Linked DNA regions of Ovis aries: regions 2 and 3 are each linked to region 1. The links are chromatin contacts, called in public Hi-C maps. All regions are on one chromosome and are shown on one strand. The core of a region is the stretch at or near the end of the contact, and the rest is flanking DNA. Distances in the headings are between cores, read along the strand shown. Region 1 has its middle 24 kb from the start of TIMM21. Region 2 overlaps C23H18orf63 (chromosome 23 C18orf63 homolog). Region 3 overlaps C23H18orf63 (chromosome 23 C18orf63 homolog).

Region 1 (3,590 bases), core at 436-2,935:
CTGGGGACCGAGAGGTGAGCCAATACCTCTCAGGGCTCAGAGCTGCCTTGACTGCCCTCTGATCAGAGCTGGCCCTGAGCCCGGGGCAGAGGTGAGTGGGACAAAGGCCAGCACCCGTCCTTTTCATTGGCAGGCGTTTTATTTGTTCAGTGCCTTGTCAGTTACCTCCTCATTAGTCCAAAGAGAGGAGAAAGCCTCCCCCATTCACCAAAAGGACCCAGCTTAACACCCACCGGAGTCGGATTCCTCTGGCTTCTCAAAGTGGGAGGGGAGGGAGCTTTTTAGAGAAAAACATGGCTTTCCAAGAAAATACGTTTTGTTTTTATGCTTTCTTTAAAAGGATGTCTTTTAAAGGATTTCAAAAGGTTCCATTTCTTATGGTGCTTGGCAGGTCCTCTTAGGTTTCTGATGCGGTCAGGTCTTAGGGATGACCCTGGTTTGTTGTTTGTGTGTTTACTCTGATAAATCTGATGATGAACAAGCCTCTTTGGGAGAGTGTGGGGGTGATTACAGACCCTCTAATTCTCAGGTGATAAACACTGGAATATATAGCTCACCCCACTTTGCACAGGAAATGCACGCACATTGCTTTCATGGGGGTCATAGGTCATGTTCACAAAGCACTGATTCTCTCTCATCTGCACTGCCTTATCCTGGGTCTACCCTGACGCTCACCATCCAATGCTGTAGTGAATTATTTATGCTTCGAATCTGTCTGCTCTCAGAGACACGGACTGAATCTTGCTCAATATTGTGACCTCACTGTCCAGCATAGACTCTTACAGAAGGCATACACAGCGTTTAAACATTTGTTGAGCACTTGGAGGCTGTGTAAATAGCTTTTTGTTGTTGTCCAGTTGTGTCCGACTCTTTGCAACCCCATGGACTGTAGCACACCAGGCTTTCCTGTCCTTCACTATCTCCTGGAGTTTGCTCAAACTCATGTCCATTGAGTTGGTGCTGCCATCCAACCATCTCATCCTCTGTCGTCCCTTTCTCTTCCTGCCTTCGATCTTTTCCAGCATCAGGGGCTTTTCCAATGTGTCAGCTTTTTACTTTACATTTAATTGAACTTCCTAGGGGACCTTGGGGCTTCCCTGGTGGCTCAGAGGGTAAAGCATCTGCCTGCAATGCAGGAGACCTGGGTTCAATCCTTGGGTCAGGAAGATCCCCTGGAGAAGGAAATGGCAACCCACTCCAGTACTCTTGCCTGGAAAATCCCATGGACAGAGAAGCCTGGTAGACTACAGTCCATGGGATCGCAAAGAATAATATATATAAAACGAATACTAAAAGAACAAACTTTAAAAAACAATCTAAAAACGGTTGTCTTAAAAGAATGCCTTTGTAGCGTAATTATCAATTTATTGTATTTCATGACGCTGATTCATTTTGGTGGGTGTCTGTTGCCCTCTAGTGGCTCTAGAGGGTTAAAGCTCGGGAAACGTTCCTCAAGATGGCCGTTCCCAGGACACATTGGCGAGAAAGACAGAAGAGATGGGGAGAGAGACGTTTGTAGCAGGAACGGTGTGATCACCTCAGACAGTAACTTGGCCTCTTATACAGACTTCTTAATACTCTTGCTCTGTTTAGAAAACAAGGAAACAGAGCCTGCAGAGCCTTAGATGCCGGGGAAGCGAAAACCAGAGCTCCCTCTTCTGAGCAAATGAAATTCTGAACAGCTTGGGGCCGCTTTCGGAAAAGTGCAGCCCACACCAGTGAGGAGGAGTCCTGTCTTCTTTACCTGATGACTCATCTCTCCTCTGGATTGACAGAAAGATAAAGATAAGATTTACTACTCTGTGTCTGCTTATTTAGTTCAGTTCAGTTCAGTCGCTCAGCCGTGTCCAACTCTTTGCGACCCGGTGAATCGCAGCACGCCAGGAGAAGGCAATGGCACCCCCCTCCAGTACTCTTGCCTGAAAAATCCCATGGACAGAGGAGCCTGGGGGGCTGCAGTCCATGGGGACACGACTGAGCGAATTCACTTTCACTTTTCACTTTCATGCATTGGAGAAGGAAATGGCAACCCACTCCAGTTTGGTTCATTTTCCATTTTCTATCATGTGGGGGTCATTATTTTTAAGTGGCTTATAATTCTGGGTCTGGGGAAGTTGCTTGTGAGAAATGGAATATTTCCTGCCATATCAGTCATCAGTGTTTCAGCCACAACTAATGATGAGCTGGTGAGCCCTGAGGGCACTCTGGAAGGAAAGAATACCTGCCCTCTAGCAGCCATCAGGCTGGAGCCCCTCCCTAAGGTGAGCCCCGGGGAGACTCAGGACGTGAGAACACAGGATGGTGGCCCCCGATAGCTGAGGTGCATCTCAAAGGACTGATTTCAGAGAGCCCGGACTCTTGCATGTTCCCATACACAGAAAAGTCTAAATTCCTTAGCTTCAGACATTTGGTTTTCTTTAGTTATCAATAATCTTTTGATGTTTTGACTACCTGCCCTGAACATTCATGGGAAGCATTGATGCTGAAGCTAATGCTCTAATACTTTGGCCACCTGATGTGAAGAACTGACTCCTTGGAAAAGACCCGCATGCTGGGAGAGGTTGAAGGCAGGAGGAGAAGGGGACGGCAGAGGATGAGATGGTTGGACGGCATCACCGACTCGATGGACATGAGTCTGAGTAAGCTCCGGGAGTTGGTGATGGACAGGGAGGCCTGGCGTGCTGTAGTCTACGGGGTCGCAAAGAGTCAGACATGACTGAGCGACTGAATTGAACCTGCCCTTTGCTGCAAAACTATATAACCTGGCTTCCCCATCTCGCCTCCTCAGAGCGGTTCTCCCAGGGTCACTTGAGATGCTGCTTCTTGGGCTTAAGTCCTAAAAATTCCCAGCAAAAAAACCCCACAAAAAACCCTCTCATCTTTTCGGTTGTGAATATCTTTTAAATCCATGCGTGTGGGCCTAGATTCACATGCAGTGCAATCAGCATGTTACTGAGTCCAAGCTCACTCTGCTCACTGGGAGACGAGGTGCTGAGGCTAGGAATATGACTTTATTTGGAGAACCGGCTGATCAAGAAGATGCAGACAAACGTCTGAACACAACCATCTCACCTGGGCCTGGATGCCAGGTTCCCTTATGGATCAGCGATGGGGGGAAGGTAAGGAACCAAAGTGGAAAGGCCATCAATCTTGTGGATAGCTCCTAGAATGGCAAACCTCAGGCAGCAGGATGTGTTCCTTCCTGCCTGCCATCCACAGGTGGACAGGCTTCTGAACAAAGGCACTTTAGCTGAACAGTCAGGCAGAGAGGCAGGATTCGCTGAGGCAGGCCATTATGTATGATTACAATAAGAGCAGCAACGAAAAAGCAAGTCAAACAGTTTCAACAGGGGTCAGAACTGGCTTCTCCCCGGGTGAACCAGCAGTGTGCTCTTTCCTCTGAGGACCCAGGCAGGCGGGAGAGGAGAGGGAGCCCCTCACCTCGGACACAGCTTTGGGGCGGGCCTGGGAGAGCCAGAAAGGCAGAGATCACGGTAAATAGCATTTCTGTGAAATGTATTAAAAGTTAAAACAAATGCCAAATTATCCATGATAAGCAAAACTGTTGGTGTTTTAGGTAAAAACAGGAT
Region 2 (3,590 bases), core at 408-2,907, 110 kb before region 1:
TTTGCCTATTAAACTAAAATGAAATTTAGTGACTCAACAAAGATATGGTAGACCTTCAAAATGTAATGTATATAAACACATTCTTTTTTTTCTTTAAAAATATTCTATGCTTTATCTGTAAGAGAAAACATATTTACGGTAAAACCAAATGATGTGCTGAATTTGCTTTAAATTAGCATAGTAAAAAAGTGTATCAGTGAGAAATAGATGAAACAGAGTGGCAAAATATTAATAATTCTTGAAGCAGGATGATAGGTACTCAGAAGTTTTTTACATTATTATCTGTATGTTCTGTGGTTGAAAATTTTAACAGTAAAAATAATGAATCCAAGCAAGTTTCAATAAGTTACTGAATTACTGGACATTTTGCAAAGATCTGTACTAGACTAATTATGTAACACTTGTTGTTATAGGGAAAAGTTGGGAACAACTTAAACGTCAATCATTAGGAACAGTCAAGTATAGTATATCCACATGCAATGGAATCCTGTTCAACGACGAAAAAGCCTGTTGAGTGAAGAAAGAGCTTCCACAGCAGCATATGGAGCCTGATTCCATGTTCACAGGAGTGTGTGCATGTCCATCCATTGTTCAGAGTGGTTATCTCTGTAAAGAGGGATTGCAGGTGGTTTTTTATTTTTTACCTTTTCTTGAACCTGTTTTGTATCATTCAAAAATTTTACAGGCATATATATTAATTTTATATTTGGGGGATATTGTTTTCTATAATAATATCCTATGATTTTTCTCATCATGTTATTCTTCCTAGCTGATGGAATGATTATTTAATTGTTAAAAATTGTGTTAGGTCTTATATAATTCAAAGAGGGCTTCCCAGGTGACTCTAGTGATAAAGAACCTGCCTGCCAATGCAGGAAACTCGAGAGATGTGGGTTTGATCTCTGGGTTGGGAAGATCCCCTTGAGAAAGAAATGGCAAGCTACTCCAGTATTCCTGTCTGGGAAATCCCACGGACAGAGCATGGAGGGCTATAGACCATGGAGTCGCAAGAGTTGGACAGGACTTAGAGACTAAAGAACAGCAAAATCCAAAGTGGCAAAGTGCGATACTTCTAAAACAATATGAAACCCAGAGTAGATTTCATTATCTTACACAATGGAAATAAAACTTTTTCCTCAACCACCTACTGGTTGTTTAAAGAAAGATATCAAAAACTACATGAAACATAAAATTATAAAATAAATGAAAATAGACTTAATTATCTTTCAGTTAATTCAAATCAGGCTAAAATTCTATTAATTATGGAGAGAAATAGCATTTGGGAGAGAAAATAAGAAAATGCTTTCTAGTTTGTTCACAATAAATTTGAATTGAAAATATTCCAGCAGTTCTACGCAGAAAAGTATTTGTGTATATTTTAGTCATATGTTTGTTCTTAGATTAACCAGACGGCAGGACAAAATAAAATGCTTTTTCCAGATGCATAGTTTTGTGATTGCAGAGCTGTGGACTCAGCATGTTCAGCTAAGTCTCACGTTTAACTTTAGCCAGCACTGTAAAATTCTTTGAGTAAACTTGAACTTAATGATTAACTTTGGAAATATCATCTGAAGTTAGTTATCTTGGGTGAGAGTCCAAAAGGTAGGTGCTCTGACAGCTGTGGAATCTTACATCTTTAGGCAGTCTGTTGCTGCAGCGCCCTCCTCTTAGTCGGCTGAGAGCCCAGAACACAGTGGGTGAGAGCCAGCGATGGGACCCCTCTACGTTACCCCTCTGTAGGGCCCTCTTACAACGCACCGCAGCCGCTGCGCACAGCCCTTCGTGGGCTGTACTGCCCCCACCATTTACTCTTTCCTAGATTTTAAGGCTTCAAGGAATTAAAGGTAGCTCCTTTGGTACATGAGACGGGGGACCCCTAATCTTGATGATTCCAATTTGGGTAATGTCATAAAAACACGACTCAGAAGATATCACTGAAGTTACCTGGTGGATATTTCCTTCTTTCACATCCATGTCCTAAGCTTTAGGAACGAGAGACTTCTTGGGTTTTGATTCGTCCAAGTGATGTACCTGTAACCAGATTGAAGAATCACTTTTTATTATAAATTAATCGTATATACTTGCAGGTGTGTTAGATACTCTGATTCTCAGTGTGTTTCTAGGATATCTTTGGCAAATCATTTAAATCTTTAGGGGGTTTAAAAGTGTATCACATGATGAATGGCCCCAGATTAAAACTGTGTTTTGGTTTTTTACCTGTTTCCTAGCACGGGATTGTCCACAAAGGACAGTATTGGAGTGAGGCTTCTTTGACGTTTTTGGAGAGTTCTGACATAACTTCTTTTTGGACTTGGGGGCTGCTCTGCTTCCTGTTAATTGGTGGTCAGTTACATCAACTTCTTTAGTTTGGTCAATTGATTGCGGCTGTAGTGGCTGGGAATCTTCCGGATCTGTGTCTGACTCAAAAATATGTGGTTGCCTTTTCACTTTTAGCGACTCATGGCTTTTCCCTAAAATTTGTGTTATATATTTGCTTGTCAAATTCTCTTTACCATTCACTTGGGAGCCAGCAGCACTTTTTATTACACCTAAATTGCTAGTTGGCATCTGAAATACTGAACTATTAGACAGCTGTTTACTTTCACTTAAACTCGTGATCAATGATTTTCCACTAGAAAGGGGATTTTTTGTCATATTTCCATAGGATTCAGTGTTTTTTTCTGGCAGAGATCTACAAGTCTTGAGATTCAGATTTTTAGCCTTCATCTGAATGCTATGATTAGGTCTTTTTTCAGTAGTTGGATCTAAATTCAGTTTATCATCCGGGATCTCACTAGATTTCAGTGAAAACAACTTAGATTCTTTATTAACACGTTCTTTTCTTCTCGGGTTCTCAGGTGCTAAGATACTTTTGGTCATCTGTAACGGTCGACTTTTGAAAACTGGTATGAATCTAGGGGCAATATTACGTTGGGAGCTAAAGTTTGTGTCTTGAACTTGAGCATTTCCTCTGGTGGGCCTGGGTACTTCCAGCACTTGTGCGGCCTGGTCAGACGGCGGTTTCTTGCTGCTCAGAACAGACTCTGGTTGGAGGCGCAGAGCGGAGGACCCCGAGGGCTTCGGCGGGCTGACCGAGCGCGCCCCCTTGTGGCCCGCAGCTACTGAGCACGGCGGGAAGCCTGGGGCCCCCGCTGGTCTTGTGGAAGGGGCTTGAGCTGGAGAGAACCTGAACCTCTGTTTAGCGGTTAGATTGGGCGGCTTGACTTTGTTTTCCTGGAAGGATAAACATTAGAAAATATAAAACTGCCCTTAAAGGAAAATAAATAATTTATAAAATATCATCAAGGTAAGAATAGAAAGTAACACTACAATGTATAGAACAGCTAAAGAAAAACAAAAAACAAATGGGCCTTATTGAGGACATGTGTGCGTTTCTTATGATTTGTATCCTACTTTCGATACTATCCATTCAAGAAATGTTTTAAGATGAAGTTGTGTTCCAAACTGTAAAAACTATACACTTAGCTACTACCGTTGTGTTTCAAACGTGCTCATGCGTCTTTCTCCCTCAGAATGTCTCTCTTCTCTCCGTTTTTTTCCCTTTCAGCTTCCCAAAGATCATTTATCAG
Region 3 (3,590 bases), core at 630-3,129, 94 kb before region 1:
CATGACTACTGGAAAAAACATAGCCTTGACTAGATGGATCTTTGTTGGCAAAGTAATGTCTCTGCTTTTGAATATGCTATCTAGGTTGGTCATAACTTTCCTTCCAAGGAGTAAGCATCTTTTAATTTCATGGCCGCAATCACCATCTGCAGTGATTTTAGAGCCCCCAAAAATTAAAGTCGACATGGTTTCCACTGTTTCCGCATCTATTTCCCATGAAGTGATGGGACCAGATGCCGTGATCTTAGTTTTCTGAATGTTGAGCTTTAATCTTTTTTAAAAAACAAGAATCATGTACTCATAAAAAAAAAAAAAAACAAAGCTTTTACTTACAACAGTACTAAAGAATTCTTATAATATGGTTCTAGAGACTATATATTATAAATACCTACAAAATTAAACAATTTTTAGTTATAATTTTAACTAGAGAAATTTAAAATGCAGCTTTTATTTCAACTAAGAAAAGTGAATTTTTTCTCATGAAGAATATATATTTTGAATCAGAAGTGATTTCCTGAGTGAAACTGTTATTATAACAGTATCTGATTAACTTTTGATACAAGCTAATCATCAAGATTTTAATAACCCAACAATCTATAACACTTTTTAAACAACTATTTTATTAATGTTTTATCTATTAACTTTTATATTTTTACTTACCAACAGCACTTTGTTTTCCCATCTGAGAAAGAAATTCTCTTCCTTAAAAAATTCATAGGATATACCATATTATTAAAACTCATAAATCATGCTTAATATAACTTCCTTATGCAAAGTTATCAAAGCTGCAGAAAATGCTTCACAATGCAGTTTTATACAAATGAATATATGATGATAGTTCAGAGAAAAAAAATTAACACTCAAAAATATCTCTTATATTAAAAAGACAGAAATACTCAATTCTTCCTGCAAATATTTTTTCTTGGTGTAAAATATTTAGAAAACAGATCACAACACAAAATTGAGAATAGACTTTTGGTTCCAACAACACTAATAATTTGTGTTTATTACAGTGCTCCATAACTTACATTTATTCCTTTTTAAACATCAAGTATTCTATAATAAAACCACTTTTTTCCATAGAAACACTAGGAGACCTCCTCTGGATATAATCGCAAAGGAAGGAGAGGACACTTTTGTTGATGGGGTCTTGCTTAAGAATGTTTGGTTGGGGCTATGCTTTAAAAACCATTCCCTGTGGATACATGTATAATATATGTATGGCTGAATGTTTTTACTGTTCACCTTGAACTATCACAACATTGTTAATCAGCTATGCCCTAATACAAAATAAAAATTTTTTTTTGAAAAAACATTCCCTAAAAACAATATATTTTGAAATTAAAAACAGATGTACATAATAGAAGTAATCTGGTTCAGAAAGCCCTAACGATTGAAAGAGATAAAGTCACCTTGTATCAAGAGATGGCCAGCTTTATTCCAGGCTGGAGCAAGTCTAGCCGTGAGTGAATATGAAAGGCAGTTTTGAAGAATTACAGGAATTACTTGTTGTGGAGCCTCCACCTAAAAATATTAAAGCACAAAATATGGGCAAGTTCACAGTAATTGTTATACTATCCTAGAAACTCAGAGAAAATGTGTGTGTGCTTAGATCACCTCCCAACAAAACTGGGCTATCCTGGGTAGAAGTTACAGTCATCACTCCAGCTAATCCTATCTGGTTCTGAAGTTAAAGAAGTGTTCAAATATATTCACATTGACACTATGACTGTAATGGCCAAATTCTACCAGTTTATCCTGCCTCAATAAGCCTAAATCTTTGGAGCTCATGTGCTAGAACTTTACTTTGTACTCTGCTCTGCACAAAGGAAGCCGGCCAGAACTATGTTGTAACATGTTTCATTACTGTTCACTCTAGTCCAATATCAAAAAAGTTAAACGTTTACATGCGCACACATGGAACCAGCAGTTTGTATGTGTTTGTACCAGATATAGTGCAACAAGTATCTCTACTTGCACACAATTTTCAAAGGTCAGAATATTCACTTATGACCAATGGGATCCAGACACACTGTCCCACTTGAAATAATTAAAACACTGGGTAAGTTAAATGAAACAATGTTTCACAACACACAGCCCATCTAGCAACAGAAAAAGACAAACCCCTAGGAGTTGGGAAACTCATGAGACCCCAGCATATTGATTAAAGAGGCTCTCCAGGCTGCAGTGCAGGGAGGGGGAATCCTGGAAGAGGCAGCAGGCTCCCTGGGTTGAACGGACAGAACTGAGAATCCATGGAGGCCACGGTAGCTAGAGTTTGGAGGGCAGAGTATTGAGAGAAGAGAGCTGCACAGAGAGAAAACTCTGAGATCAGCAGAGTCCCTCCTTGAGTATTCAGTTGCATATGTAATAGCATATTCACATGAGCAAACACTCTTGCAAATGCAGCTGAGATGAAAACATGATGAAAACTTCTGCATTTGTTACCAAGACAAAAGTGAGAGAGCCAAGAACTATCACCCAATAAATAAAAAGGAGGAAATTATTTTTCTATGTTAAGATTCCCATGGGCAAGAAGTTTATCAGGCCCCCAGCTTTATCTCCAGAAACAAGCAAAGTGCTCAGTATATCATAGATGTTCAATAACTATCTGCTGTGATTATTACTCATGTACAAAGTATCCAGATAAAGACAATTTGAGCATAATTGTGCAGGCTCAACACAGGTGAGAAGAACACTGCTTTCCCACAGATGGTATATGATGGCTAAAATCAGCTTTCAGGTTATTCAGATATTTCTCAGGGAACTGCAAAGCATCTCTGGGTATTATTGAGACCTCATCATTCTCCTAGGTCTTAAAGCATTTCATCTTGAAGATGGCCAAAAACCTCATCATTCCAAACTCCACTAGATCTAGGAACAGAGGCCAGCAGTGATACCAACAGGCTGCTAGAATAACCAAGGATACAGTGCCTCAGACACCCATGCAGAGACATGATGGGAGCTCTAGCAAAGTCTCAGCAGCCTGACTATTGAGACATGAGAGGTGCTCTACTTCAAGTACTCATTTCTTCTTTTCTTTGCTAAGATCCAGACACAATCTATGTGTTTTTGTTCCCTTACTTATTAGCTATATGATTGTGGACAATTTTTTTTTTTTACCTCTCTGGGTTTCAGTTTCTTTATCTGTAAACATGCGATATTCACTTCTTGGAAAATAGAGATGACAAATGAAATTATGTCACATAAAATGCCTGCAATAAAGTACCCAACAAAATTAAGCCTCTTCCCCTTTCTCTATTAAATGTGCACAAAAAATTGTCCTGAGAGAAAATATTAGTTTTTTCACATGCATAGAAACAACTTATGAGAAAGATATTCCAATTTTTGTTTACTGACAAAATAAGTTGAATATACAAAATCAATAAAACAACATCTGGAATTATTATCCTTTTAAAAACTTACCTTAGCTTCATATTTTTCCAGATAAGCATTAAGTTTTCCAGCTTTATAAAATGTTATCTATTAAAAAAATCCATATTTATAAAAATGACTTAAATATATTATTAAATAATGCACTACATAAAGAATCTAAACATTTATACAGCAGAACACAGCAGAGGACCATC

What was found. A called contact is a pair of places that touch in the nucleus more often than the background predicts.
Region 2: a contact with region 1 is called in a Hi-C map of liver, with 3 times the contacts expected there. The contact joins two enhancer-like sites. A contact is called at or near these places in 13 of 16 Hi-C or Micro-C datasets (blood, hypothalamus, liver and 7 more).
Region 3: a contact with region 1 is called in a Hi-C map of liver, with 5 times the contacts expected there. The contact joins two enhancer-like sites. A contact is called at or near these places in 11 of 16 Hi-C or Micro-C datasets (blood, hypothalamus, liver and 6 more).

The regions. Positions count from the first base shown.
Region 1 is chr23:4,404,501-4,408,090 of ARS-UI_Ramb_v3.0, forward strand. No RefSeq gene overlaps it. Among named protein-coding and RNA genes, the nearest start is that of TIMM21, 24 kb to the right of the region's middle. Within about 2 kb of position 1,686, at least 13 of the 54 cell types and tissues checked have an H3K27ac peak or open chromatin away from gene starts, as enhancers often do. A contact at or near this core is called in liver, where this site is marked.
Region 2 is chr23:4,293,069-4,296,658 of ARS-UI_Ramb_v3.0, forward strand. It overlaps C23H18orf63 (chromosome 23 C18orf63 homolog), which reads right to left. Exons shown (of 12, transcript XM_027960695.3): 11 at 2,218-3,234. Among named protein-coding and RNA genes, the nearest start is that of C23H18orf63, 27 kb to the right of the region's middle. Within about 2 kb of position 1,658, at least 5 of the 54 cell types and tissues checked have an H3K27ac peak or open chromatin away from gene starts, as enhancers often do. A contact at or near this core is called in liver, where this site is marked.
Region 3 is chr23:4,309,967-4,313,556 of ARS-UI_Ramb_v3.0, forward strand. C23H18orf63 (chromosome 23 C18orf63 homolog) reads right to left here. Exons shown (of 12, transcript XM_027960695.3): 3 at 3,427-3,483; 4 at 1,413-1,524; 5 at 661-702. Among named protein-coding and RNA genes, the nearest start is that of C23H18orf63, 9.9 kb to the right of the region's middle. Within about 2 kb of position 1,880, at least 2 of the 54 cell types and tissues checked have an H3K27ac peak or open chromatin away from gene starts, as enhancers often do. A contact at or near this core is called in liver, where this site is marked.